Regions from separate parts of the Mus musculus genome. Here region 1 is linked to region 2. Evidence: chromatin contacts called from public promoter capture Hi-C data. All regions are on one chromosome and are shown on one strand. The core of a region is the stretch at or near the end of the contact, and the rest is flanking DNA. Distances in the headings are between cores, read along the strand shown. Region 1 holds the start of Triobp (TRIO and F-actin binding protein). Region 2 overlaps Gm52187 (a long non-coding RNA gene).

Evidence for each region. Promoter capture Hi-C pulls out the DNA fragments that hold promoters and counts their contacts.
Region 1: a contact with region 2 is called in a promoter capture Hi-C map of neural stem cells. The contact joins the promoter of Triobp here to the enhancer-like site in region 2. A contact is called at or near these places in 1 of 39 promoter capture datasets (neural stem cells), 4 of 484 Hi-C or Micro-C datasets (LSK cells, adipose-derived mesenchymal stem cells, cortical neurons and 1 more), 1 of 115 datasets of contacts at active chromatin or transcription factors (pancreatic cancer cells) and 1 of 9 other capture datasets (adipose tissue).

What each region holds. Positions count from the first base shown.
Region 1 is chr15:78,945,080-78,951,077 of GRCm38.p6, reverse strand. It overlaps Triobp (TRIO and F-actin binding protein), which reads right to left and starts at 3,354. Exons shown (of 25, transcript NM_001039156.1): 1 at 3,030-3,354; 2 at 2,740-2,897; 3 at 23-174. The coding sequence starts at 45.
Region 2 is chr15:78,622,565-78,628,509 of GRCm38.p6, reverse strand. It overlaps Gm52187 (a long non-coding RNA gene), which reads left to right. Exons shown (of 2, transcript XR_003951539.1): 2 at 1-1,482. Among named protein-coding and RNA genes, the nearest start is that of Gm52187, 3.7 kb to the left of the region's middle. Within about 2 kb of position 3,644, at least 133 of the 459 cell types and tissues checked have an H3K27ac peak or open chromatin away from gene starts, as enhancers often do. A contact at or near this core is called in adipose tissue, adipose-derived mesenchymal stem cells, cortical neurons and 2 more, where this site is marked.

The DNA.
Region 1 (5,998 bases), core at 2,105-4,604, 320 kb before region 2:
TCACAAGACAAAGCCGGCCTACCTGGTGTCTTGCTCCATGGACATCCCCAGGGTGACAGCAGCTCAGACAGTGGTTCTTGGCAGATACACTGGCTTCAGGTTGTATACTTGGGATATTCATAGCCACTTCCTCCATAGCAGGGAAGCCACAGTGGCTGGTTCTCTAGGTGGGGCCTGGGAAAGATTGGGACAGAAACCTGATAACTGGTGGGCCACTGTGTAGATCCTACCCCTGATGTGTCCAAGCCAGACAAAGCTGTCTACCCATTTTTCTTTTCATGTATTCACTCAACAAACAGTAACATCGGCTAAGTGCCCAAACATACTGCATGTTCTTAAAAAAAAAAAAGAATTATTAATTTATTTTATGTGTATGAGTACCATGTAGCTGTCTTCAGACACACCAGAAGAGGGCATCAGATCTCATTACAGATGGTTGTGAGCCACCATGTGGTTGCTGAGTATTGGAGAGCAGTCAGGGCTGGAGAAATGGCTCAGGGGTTAAGAGCCCTGACTGCTCTTCCAGAGGTCCTGAGTTCAATTCCCAGCAACCACATGGTGGCTCACAGCCATCTGTAATGGGATCTGACACCCTCTTCTGGTGTGTCTGAAGACAGCAACAGTGTAGTTGTATACAATAAATAAATAAATAAATAAATAAATAAATCTTTAAAAAAAAAGAGCAGTCAGTGCCCTAGATGTGGTTGATTGATTTTGGTTTTTCAAGACAGGGTTTCTCTGTATAGTCCTGGCTCTCCTGGAACTCACTCTGTAGACCAGGCTGGCCTCGAACTCAGAAATCCGCCTGCTTCTGCCTCCTAAGTGTTGGGATTAAAGACGTGTGCCACCACTGCCCGGCTAAAGATTTATTTATTTATTTATTTATTTATTATGTGGTTGTTGAGAACTATATTTAGGACCTCTGCTTGCTCTGGTCAGCCCTCTCGCTCAGTCTCTGCCCGCTCCGGCTCAAAGATTTATTTATTATTATACATAAGTACACTGTAGCTGTCTTCAGATGCACCAGAAGAGAGCGTCAGATCTCATTATGGGTGGTTGTGAGCTGGGATTTGAACATGTAGTTGCTGGGATTTGAACTCAGGACCTTCGGAAGAGCAGTCAGTGCTCTTACCTGCTGAGTCATCTCACCAGCTCCCTACACATGACTTTTAATGTATAGTGTTGAACAATGTTCCAAGGACCCTGAATGTATAATTTTCCTTGTGCTGTTCATAAAATCCAAATTTTTACCAAGGGAAGAAAGAATGAGAGAGAGAGAGAGAGAAAGAAAGGTATGTTTGAAAAAGTTGGGTGTGGTGGAACCCACCCAGCTTTAGGCCAGCCTGGTCTACAAATCCAGTTGAAGGACATCTAGGACTGTTACACAGAGAAACTCTGTCTCAAAAAAACAAAACAAAACAACAACCCCAAAAACCAAGTTCCTCAAGTTCCCAGCCATAGGTGGCTCCCTGCTCCCAGCATGAGGCAGAGGATCTTGTGAGGGTGCAAGTTTGGGGTCAGAGTGCACAGGCCACACACCGGGTCTCCATCTCTTAAAAAGGAAGAGCTGCCAACAAGCATGAGGACTTGCATCTGAAAGCCCAGGACACAAGCACAATTTTCCAAGATGGGGGATGAGCACCGAGGAATCCCTGTTGCTCACTGGGCCAGCCAGTCTAGCTGAATCAGCCCACTCCAGGCTCAGTGAGACCCTATCTCCAAAAGTAGTGTGGCCTGTGACCAACCTCTTTCCTCCATGTGCACACACACACACCAAATAAAGAAGACAACTCCCCCAGCCCCCCAATTTTGTTTTGTTGATCCATCCCAGGGTACACCATGTTAGGCAGTCGCCCCGGTCATCCCCAAGTGTCTAGCTTTATAAACTTATACCTCCTCTCTTATTCTGCTCAAGTTAACACCAGCTTTAGAGGAGGCCATCAAAGCTCAGAGAGGTTCCCCAACAGAGGTGGCACTGGTCCAGCTGAAGGCTCAGGTCTGTCTCCTACAGCTCAGAGGTGACCCTGTGGGGGCTGGATCACACTGCCAAGTCACCTGGGTCCCTTGGCAAACACAGAGGGATGCAAAGGGCTGGCTAGGTATTTCCATACTTGAGGACAAAGTGTTACACAAAAGTGAACACCGCCTAAGGTCACAAAACTCCTCTGTGACTGAGTTTAGCCAAAAGAGAACCACTGCGTTTTTTTTTTTTTTTGTTTTATTTTGTTTTGTTTTCCCTGTTCTAAAGATCAGACCCAAGTTGGGGCAGGCATTAGAAAATTGCTGTACCATTGAGCTACACACCCAGCCTAGCCTACCGGTCCAGTCTTCTCTGTTCTGGAGGCTACAATGTCCACACCCTAAGAGTGACTCTGGGAGAGAAGATTCATCTCACTCATCCACAGGCAGGGAGGGGTATTAGCAGGAGATAGCCAGCATGCCCTAGAGCTCAAGTACCTCATAGCACCATTGGGTCACCTCATGCCTGACCTACTTGGTGATGATAGAGCTGGGGGTGGGGGGAGGGTCAAGCCTTTGTTGGCAATTTCAGCTGAGCTGAGGAATTTAGGGTTCTCCCCTGGGGCTCTAGGTCGGTCCCTTGGAGAGTGGAAGCCCCACGGGAGGATCCACGGAGCTTGAGTTCCTCCTAGGGCGACCACTTACCTGCTCTGCTTAGTTCCCGTTTTGTATAATGGATGTATAGATGGATGGATGGGTGGGTGGATGCGCTGCACAAACCTGGGCTGTTCTTTTCTGGTCCAGCCACCGAGAAGAGCATCCTCTTGGATAGAGAACGTAGCTCCTTTTCCAGGGAAGCTAAACGGGGGCTCTTCGTGTGCCCCTTATGACTCCAGTTTCCTTCACGACTCCCCCCAGCCAACTGGCAGAAATCTTCCCTAAAATGCACATTAGATAAGAATTTAACTACAAAAAGCCTTCGTGCATTTGCACGCCCCACCCGGAGAATGGACCCTGAGTCCCCTCTTCCCAAAGCCGGCCGACCAGCTCCTCGGGGTCTCTCAGCTTACCTCCTCTGGCCTCCCCTTTCCAGCCAGCTTAGTTCCGCTAGCCGCGGGGTTCTGACCTGGACTCGGGTTTCCACTCTCCGGGCGGCGGAGGAACTGGTGCCAGAGTCACAGCCTCTATTTTAACAATGAATCAAAACGCGGCCCAGGACTTGCGTGATAGACCACGCCCCTCCCTCACTCCAATAGGCTCTCCCTAAGAGCTTCATTTGCATGGTCAGTGTGCGACTGGACACACCGAGGACTAGGGGCGGGGCAGAGGCGGGCGGTGCCCAGGCGCCTTGCCGCGCGGGATGCACAGCACGTTTCGCCCGCGCTACCAGCATCTTGGTCCAGTCATGTCCCCATGGGGCCTGAGGACTGGACTTAAGGGCTTGTCTCTTTTCCTGTTGGCTCTCTCTAGCTAAGGTCCCTCAAAAGATACTAATGCATGTGTGGAAAGTACAAAATGTGGCTTCCCGGGCGTGGGGACACAGCACTTTAAAAACTGAAGCAGGATGATGGATCTCCCACAGTTCCAAGCAAACCCAGAGGGCTGGTGATGTACACCTCTAACCCCAGAAATTGGGAGATGAGGTTAGTGGGTATCTAGAAGTGAGGGGAAGACAATCAGAAGGTTATGGCCAGAGACAGTTGGAACCCTGCCTAGTCTACATGAGACCCTGTCAAACAAAAGCAAAACCACCAAAAACCGAAATCAACCAACCAAATAAATTGTTCAGGCAGAACAGTACCAGACAGCTAGTAAACACTAGTGGAACACGGTACCAAACTCATACCGCTCTAAGTTACTGTAGTCAGGGTCTCAGTAGCACAGAGCATCCCTGCCCAGGGATATCTTCACCTCCATTTGAACATTGACCTGGGCTCAGCCACAAAACCAGCAGCCCCACCCCAACTTTTCAAGTTAAGCTCTGTTGTACATTGGTTAAACCCCAGCTCCTATGCCAAGCCTTTACGTATAGCAACAAGGATCAGAGATGCTAATAGACTTGCCAGGGTCACACAGCTAATAAAGGGCAAAAACCAAACTAAAATCTCGGAATGTCTGACTCTGCAGGCCACTGTGGAGTGCCCTCCATTCACATATTCTCTCATTCACTTGGATCTGGTGATGTGGCCAGAAAAGTAAACAGGAATAAAATGTAGTTGCTTCCAATGTGAGGGCATCCTGACCCCGAGTGGAGCTGGCTGATAAGCACAATGGGCTTCCTCCCTGGTCTGGCTAGCTCTAAGTAAGAAAGGGGCTAGTGAGACCTGGGTTCTGCATCAGCGTCTAGCACTTCTTGGCTGGGTGATCTTGAGCCAATTACTTGGCCTTTCTGAGCCTGGAGTGGAATGGGTGTTTCCACTGGGTTGGAACTGACACGGACCCAGCCCTCTGCCCCTACCAGGCTAATCCACCGAGAGCCAACTGAGGCTGGCACTCCTGACAGTGCGGTTCGTTAAAAATGTATGGAGCCCTTTGTCAGTCATGTTTGCCAAGGGTTCATCGGAGAACAAGAGACCTGTGCACTGCTTTGTGTGTTTGTGTGGTGGAGGAAAACAGACCCAGGGCAAGAGAAAGAAGCAAGACATGACTGAGTTCGCCGGTGCTTAGCTAAGAGAAAAGAGGGCAGAGCAGAGAGTGGCAGGCATAGGGTAGCTGGCATGTTTCCAAGAGGTTGTCCGTGATCTTAAGAAAGTTGTTCTTGGGCTGGAGAGATGGCTCAGCCATTAAAGGCTAGGCTCACAACCGAAAATATAAGAAAGTTGCTCTTGCCTCTGCCACATGGCCATGTTTGTTCCTCCCATGCCATCTAGGGGGACAGGAACCACACAGCCCTCCTCATCACCATCCTATCAGAAGGATGTCACACTCTAGTGAGATGCCCAAAGTCCCCTAACTTCCACTCTGGATCCATGAGGGCGTCTGTCTGGGAACTGTGTCCCAGAGCCCTGTGAACTGTTGAGTGGACTCAGTTGAGGGTACTGTGGCGGCAGCCAGGCCAGTCACCACTGTCGCTATTCCTCCTCCTGTCTCCTGCTCCAGCTTGGACTTGTCCGCATCATGTCTTTTAAATTGTATTGTTTTATCAGTGTGACATATGAAGGGCACACTTGTGAGTGTTGCTAAGTATTCCTCTTTAGAAGGAGGTAGAAACAGTGTCTACCCATCCTTCCAATGACAAGCCAAGGTACTATCCCACCTTGGGGGAACCAGTGATTTTATTGGACTTCTTTATGAAACTTAAGTGAAGGGGTTACTTACAGAAATGTCGGTGTTCCTTCACAAAGGCTACACTGTGAAGTGTCTACCCAGCAGGGATTATGGCTTCCCCAGAGCTGCATGGATGGAGCCCAACCCCCTTCCTCAGCCCTTCCTCCACCTATAGCCTCTAGGCTGTCCCCCTACGAGACTGAAGCCACATGCTATTAGAGAAGAAGTTTGTTGGGAGGAGTGGCTACTCAGGCAAGGAGGGTTCCATGGTGATTCTCTGTCTCCTCCTAGGAGGAAAGTAAAGAGTCAACAGGCCCAGTTGTTGTGGTAATCCTTTCTCTTCTTTTCTTTTCTCTTCTTTTCTTTTCTTTTCCTTTCTTTTCTTTTCTTTTCTTTTTTCTTTCTTCTTTCTTTCTTTTTTTTTGTTTTTGGTTTTGGTTTTGGTTTTGGTTTTTGAGACAGGGTTTCTCTGTATAGCCTCGGCTGTCCTGGAACTCACTCTGTAGACCAGGCTGGCCTCGAACTCAGAAATCCACCTGCCTCTGCCTCCTGAGTGCTGGGGTTAAAGGGTAATCTTTTATAAACAGATCTAGAAGAACTCCTATGAGCTTGAAAGATGAGAACAGTTAGCAGCACTTGCTGCTCTTGCTGAGGACCTGGGTTTGGTTCCCAGCACCCATGTGGTAGCTCACGACCACCTTTAATTTTCTTTCCAAGGATCGAGCGCCCTCTTCTGACCTCCAATGGCACCGAACATATTGGTGCATTTACA
Region 2 (5,945 bases), core at 2,395-4,894:
AACTATGGCGTCGTGCAGTCCGACTACTGTACAGTAAGATATACAGCATGGCACAATGAGGTTCAGATCTGCCAGGGCTTTCCCTTAGAGTAAGCACCAGGTATCCTGATTCCAGAACCACCCCAGCCCCGAGCACATGGGGACACACAGCCACCCGAAGGGTAACTGCTGTCAGTGCCACAGGCAGGTTTGTTCTGATCTGGCCTCTCGCTGGGCAGGGGGTAGCAGGGTACTTCACGCCTCTTGAAGCTAGGTGATCATATGACTTACTTTTGCTGGTCAACCGTGAGAGGAGATGACTGTCCTGCCCAGACAGCACTCTTGCTGGTCTGTGCCAAGATGATACCTAGTCAAGCTGGGTCCCCAAGTGCCTGTGACAGGGACCGTTCAACTCCCCACAGGGTAGCATAAGACATGCCCTTCACTGCAAATGGTGTATGACATTATCTCTGGGAAGACAAGGACAAAGGTCCTACTCACCCTGATCGGGAGCCAATGACAGACCAAAGTATGGGTACCATCAAAATCTAGTCTATGATTTTTTGGGGGTGGGGGTGGTGGTTACTTACAGGACTGTGGGTGAAGAATTACTCACAGGAAAAGAAATGAATCAAAGACAGCTGCATCTCCAAAGTCCAACCCAGCATGGGTGACAGCTCACAAAAGCTGGGAACCTGGAGCACGCGGCAAAGCCAACAGGCAGCTATGGGCTCAGGCAGCTATGGGCTCAAGAGTGTCCTTTTCTGGTAGCGCAGTTGGTCTAAACCAGCGATTCTCATCTTGTGGGTCATGACCCCTTTGGGGGGTGTGTGTGCAATGACCCTTTCACAGATATTTACATTACAATTCATAACAGCAAAATTACAGTTATGAAGTAGCAACAAAAATAATTTGTGGTTGGGGATCATCAAAACACAAGGAGCTGTATTAAAGGGTTACAGCATTAGGATGGTAAACCACTGCTCTAAACCAATTCCAGGACACTCAGTCTCTGCCTCTTCTAGGCAACTTAGAGAATAGTCCATACTGCCTGATATATGCTAAGGAGAGCCCTAGAGAATGTGGTCAATTTCAGGGACTTCCTGAAGCTTTTGAGTTGTTTACTTCCCAGTGGAACCTTTCAGTTCCCTTCCCTCCAGGATGGAGTGTTTTCTTTCTCTCAGGGAATTGCTGCACAACAGCAAGGGGTTAAGGCTTATTTCTGCAAGGTGCCCTCCCCTGCTCTGACTGGTCCTGCAGGACATGGCAATCCCACACTACTAAGGTAGATGCAGACCACTCAATTTTATCCGCAGTGATAGCTAACTCTTTACACATGTGTAATGAGCTAGACAGGTTTGTAAATGCTGGCAATATCAGGTATACTAAAGGAAGTTTTGTGACTTTTTTCTTCTTCTCTGTTACACTGTCTAATTTTCTATAGAGAATATCTTATTATTTTTGGATGGTGGATGTTTTATTAAATCATTTCTTTGCAGTGGAGATGGGTCCTCTCTGGTCTGTATTAATTCAGGGAAAATCCTCAAGGGAGATGGAAAGAGATACATTGTAGCCTTTAGAGGTGGGACAAGCTGAGGAGGTTGTGGATCTGACCCTCAGTGGAAGGATCTGACCCCACTATGATAAGCAATCTGCTCCTAACTGAATGGGAGTGGTCCCGTCCCCCTGTGCGAGCTGCTGGGAGGAAGTGGTGACTTATGTTCAGAAGATGGAGGAATCTTCTGCCTTTGGGGGGGGCGGGGCGGGGTGTGTCTCTGTGTTGGTACCTTTACAATAGTGAACCTTTGTTTCCTCTGGAAGGAAGGAAGGGAGGAAGGGAGGAAGGCTGGCTGTTGTTACTGGCTGTGGTTAAACAGAACATGGGACGGAGTGTCTCAGAACCAGCTGCACAGCGCTCCCAGACTCCTCGAGGGCAGCCCCAGACTACCATGCTTCTGTACCAGAAGCTGAGCTGTAACCACACCATTGGGACAAGAGAAATGTTGGCATCTTTGGAAGAAGCTGGCTGGCACTCTGCGGCACAGGCCGAGGGCAGCAGGAGGAGAGCCGGGGATGCTGGCAGCTCGAGTGGCTGATATGTTTGGCATTTTGGGTTGTGGCATCCGTGCTGGCCCGGGTGGGCTGTGCTGTCTGTGTCTCGTGCGGAACACGGAGATGTCAAGAAATCAAGGGGAGGCTGAGTGTGGAGGCAGAGAGTTGGAACCCTAGAATCTCAGAGGCCGAGGAAGGGGTGCACCATGAGTTGATGCTAGCATGGGTTACAGAGTGAGACTCTGTCTCAGAAAATGAATCCCAGTATTCAAGGAGCTAAGGCAGGAGGACTACCCATGAGTTCTAGGCCAGCCTAGAACCGTGAAACCCCATTTCAAGCAACCAAACCTCCAAACAACTCTAAGAAAAAGAAAACGGAGGGATAACTGTGGAGTCATTAGTGGTAGAGTTGTTAAGGCTAGACCACTGCCGCTTTTAAGGTAAGAGAAGAGAGTGGCCAGGGACTTTGGAGACCCAGAGAAAGTCTACCTCTTCCTTTGGGCTATCCTGGGCTAGCAGCTCAGTTGGAGACTCTGGGACCTAAAGATTACAGCTGGGAAACCCCAGATTCCTGGGGCAGGAGGTGAGCTGACAAGGTTCAGAGACAGCAGGGCATCTGGCCCAGAGCCACACAGCTGGCCTTGAGGAAAGCCAGGATCTGAACTCAGGTCTGCAGTTACTTACAATATGCCACTGGGCCATGGCAGGGTGACCAAGAAAGGGAGACAGGACAGGAACAGGAAGGGGGGGCCAAGGGGGAAGGGGAGGGCCTCTCAGCTAGTTTAGCTGACCATCCCAATAGGGGATCTTGCACCATGTAGCTCCCTCCACTGACAGTGACCTGTTTATCCTGAGTCTGGCCTTGTACTAGGCTGTTGGCCACCACCTCCCCCACATACTTGCCAGTCCCCTGTGTCTCCCTTAATCCATCCTAATGGAGAGTCCCCAGAGAGGCTCTGGACACTGCCCACAGTATAAGACTGCACACCTGAAGGTAGGTCTTTCTGCTGATTTCCGTGTCCTGTTATTCTAAGGCAGCCACGAAACAGGGAAGTTCCCCAATGCCCCCCCAATCCATCAAACTGCTCCCCACTTCCCACATGTGTCCAGCTGCTTTCTGGGTTTCCCACACTTCCTAGAGCAGACCTTCAGGCTGGCATGTCTCCCCCAACCCCTCCCTGCTTTCTCTTTGCTCCTCTGTCAGTCACTGTGACCTCTAGCTTGCACACAGTTCATCCTGGGTCCCAGCGCCAGGCCTGCGACTTGGCACTGGAAAGCGGCTGCCTCCCCTTTCCCAGGTTCTGTGGAGTCTGGCTTCTCTCCTGGAGAGCAGTTGGGAGCTTTTCCTGGTAAAGAAAACATCACTCAGCTTCTGAGAGAAGCCAATGGGATGAGAGAAAGAGACAGGGCCTGGTTCATTGTGGGAGAGGATGTGGGTACAGAGAGGGCCAGCCACTGGACTAAGATCACACAGCAATTTGGAGAAAATCCAGGACTGGACCTATCTGTCTCTCTCTGAGGGGATCTTTCTTCAGTCATTCTGGGTGAGGTCAGCTACTGCCTGGGCCTTGTAGGCCGGAGTGGCTGTTTCCTATGACTGTGGAGGAGGGGCTTGGCAGTGCCCTGGTAGGAGGAGGGGCTTGGCAGTGCCCTGGTAGGAGGAGGTTTTTGCCTTTGGCTCTTTGATGCTCATTCTCTCGAACCCCTGGGGAATGCCTGAGTCATCGCTGAGCGGCAAACATATTTAGCTCCTTTCATCGTCCCTAATAAATCAACTTCTCCAGGTCTCTCATACCAGCCTCCAGCTCCAGGCTGCCTGCCCCCGTGTCCTGTCGCCTGACATCTGGGCACTACAGAGACTTCCAGCCCCCGGTTCCTGGCAGTGGTCCTCTTGCTGTTTCCTCTCTCTCCCCAGGCATTCTGGGCCAGGCCAGGCCTCCTCCTCGTGCTGGGCTGGCCTCCGTTCAACAGCTGCGGTCCTGAAGCCTTTCAGAGCTCCCTGCGACTAGGAGCTGCCCGGCATGGCAGCAGGGATGAGCCACCCCTTAGCCCTGACCCTGGCGATCACCACAGCATCCTCTTGGCCCACCAGGGCTTGTGTTGGAGCCCGGGGAATTTCTCCGAATACCTTACCTCATCTTGTCTCGTATGGGTCATGTGGGTGCATGTGAGTGTGTGTAAGTGTACATGTGCACATGTATAAATGTCTCAGCATATACAGAGGTCAGAGGACAACTGTCAAGGGTCGCTTCTGTCCTACCTAGTGGGTCCTCAGGATCTAACCTCAGGTTTGGTGCCAGGTGCCTTTATCCATTAAGCTTTCTTGCTGGCCCCACTGGCCTAAGTATTTCAAATATACCTAGTTATTCCCATTTTACAGATGGGCAGCCTGAGGCACCGAGAAAATTACTTAAGACATGGAAGAGAGCGAGCCCTTGTACCCAGGCCTTCTGGGAGGCTATCTATCATTGCTGCTCCTCCACAGGAGTAAGTGGCAACGGGAGACCTGCTTGTCACCCCTCCCACCACTCCAGCCTAGGGAAGAGTCTGTGCTGAGCCCATTCCTGAGACATTGTTGTCTGTAGACAACTCCATTAAAGGTTAGTGCCATTAAAAGAGTTCTCAGGGAGGAAGATGCAATCCAAACAGGGAGCAGCCTGTTCCGTGGTGCATAGCCAGAAAGAAGGCGGGAGAGGCAGATGTGTGTGGTCTCTGTAAGGGAAGAAGAGGCCCCTAAAGGGCTGCTCAAGGCCACAGGCCCTAATCCCGCATCCATGATCCCCTCACCAGGTTCTGGTCAGGGGTTCAGGCTCTGTCCTTCCAGCGGCAGAAGAAAGTTCATCTGTGTGTGGTGAGCGCTGCCTGCTGGCCAGATGTAGCACTGCACTTTAGCAGACATGGGTTAAAACCACCCCTGGGGAGCTCTTAAACAGAGTAGGAGAGACCTCCTACTGTTCTGGTGTGGTGTGGTCCTGGGCCTTCTCTGTCCCTAGAAATACTTGTCCTTTGGGTTTCACAGTTTCAGGGTCCCCAGGGTCTGGAACCTATTGATGCTGTGCTGAGGCCTCAAGGTTTTTTGTTTTTTGTTTTGTTTTTGTTTCTGTTTTTCAAATCAGGTAATTTCAGCCAACTAACAATTATTTTGAACCCATTGTGTGCAGTTGCTTAGTAAGTGCACAGACAGACTTGCATGGATCTCACAGTCTGGCAGGATGAGGTGACTCTGAAACACAGGCCTGGCTGTCTAGCCTAGACACCCTCCTCCTGGATTCATCTGCCCAGCCCAGGCCTTCACTATCCCCTGTGCACGCCAGTCTGCACTGGTTCTGCACTGAGGATTTGCGTTTGACACAGTCTCACTCTGTAGCCCAGGCTATCCTTGAACTCACAGAGATCCAGCTGCCTCTGCCTCCCAAATGCTGGGATTCAAGGCGTGTGTCACCATACTCTGCGTGCTATTTTTGAAGATTATTATTATTTACATGCATGTGTACGTGAATGTGTGATGTGAGTGTATGTGTATGTGCATGTGTGTATGCATGTATGTGCATGTGTATGTGTGAGTGTGTACACATGTGGATGTTTGCATGTATGTGTGTGCATGTGTGTGTGTGTGTGCATGTGTGTGTGTGTGCACATGAGTGTGTTCACTGTGTGTCTGTGGAGGCCAGAAGAAGATGTTGGTTCTCCAGAGTTACAGGTGGTATGAGCTAAGTGGGTGCTGGAAACCAAATCTGAGTCGTCTGGGAAGACAGCAAGTACGCTTAGCTGGTGAGTCATCTCTCCAGCCTCCAGCCTTGGATGTCACAGGGGTCTTTGGGATCCCTGGCTCTGTTGCAAAGACCTTGGCACACTGTAAGCACTCAATACACAGAACAACAGAAGGAAAATATGGGCAAGTTGAGCTAGTTCAG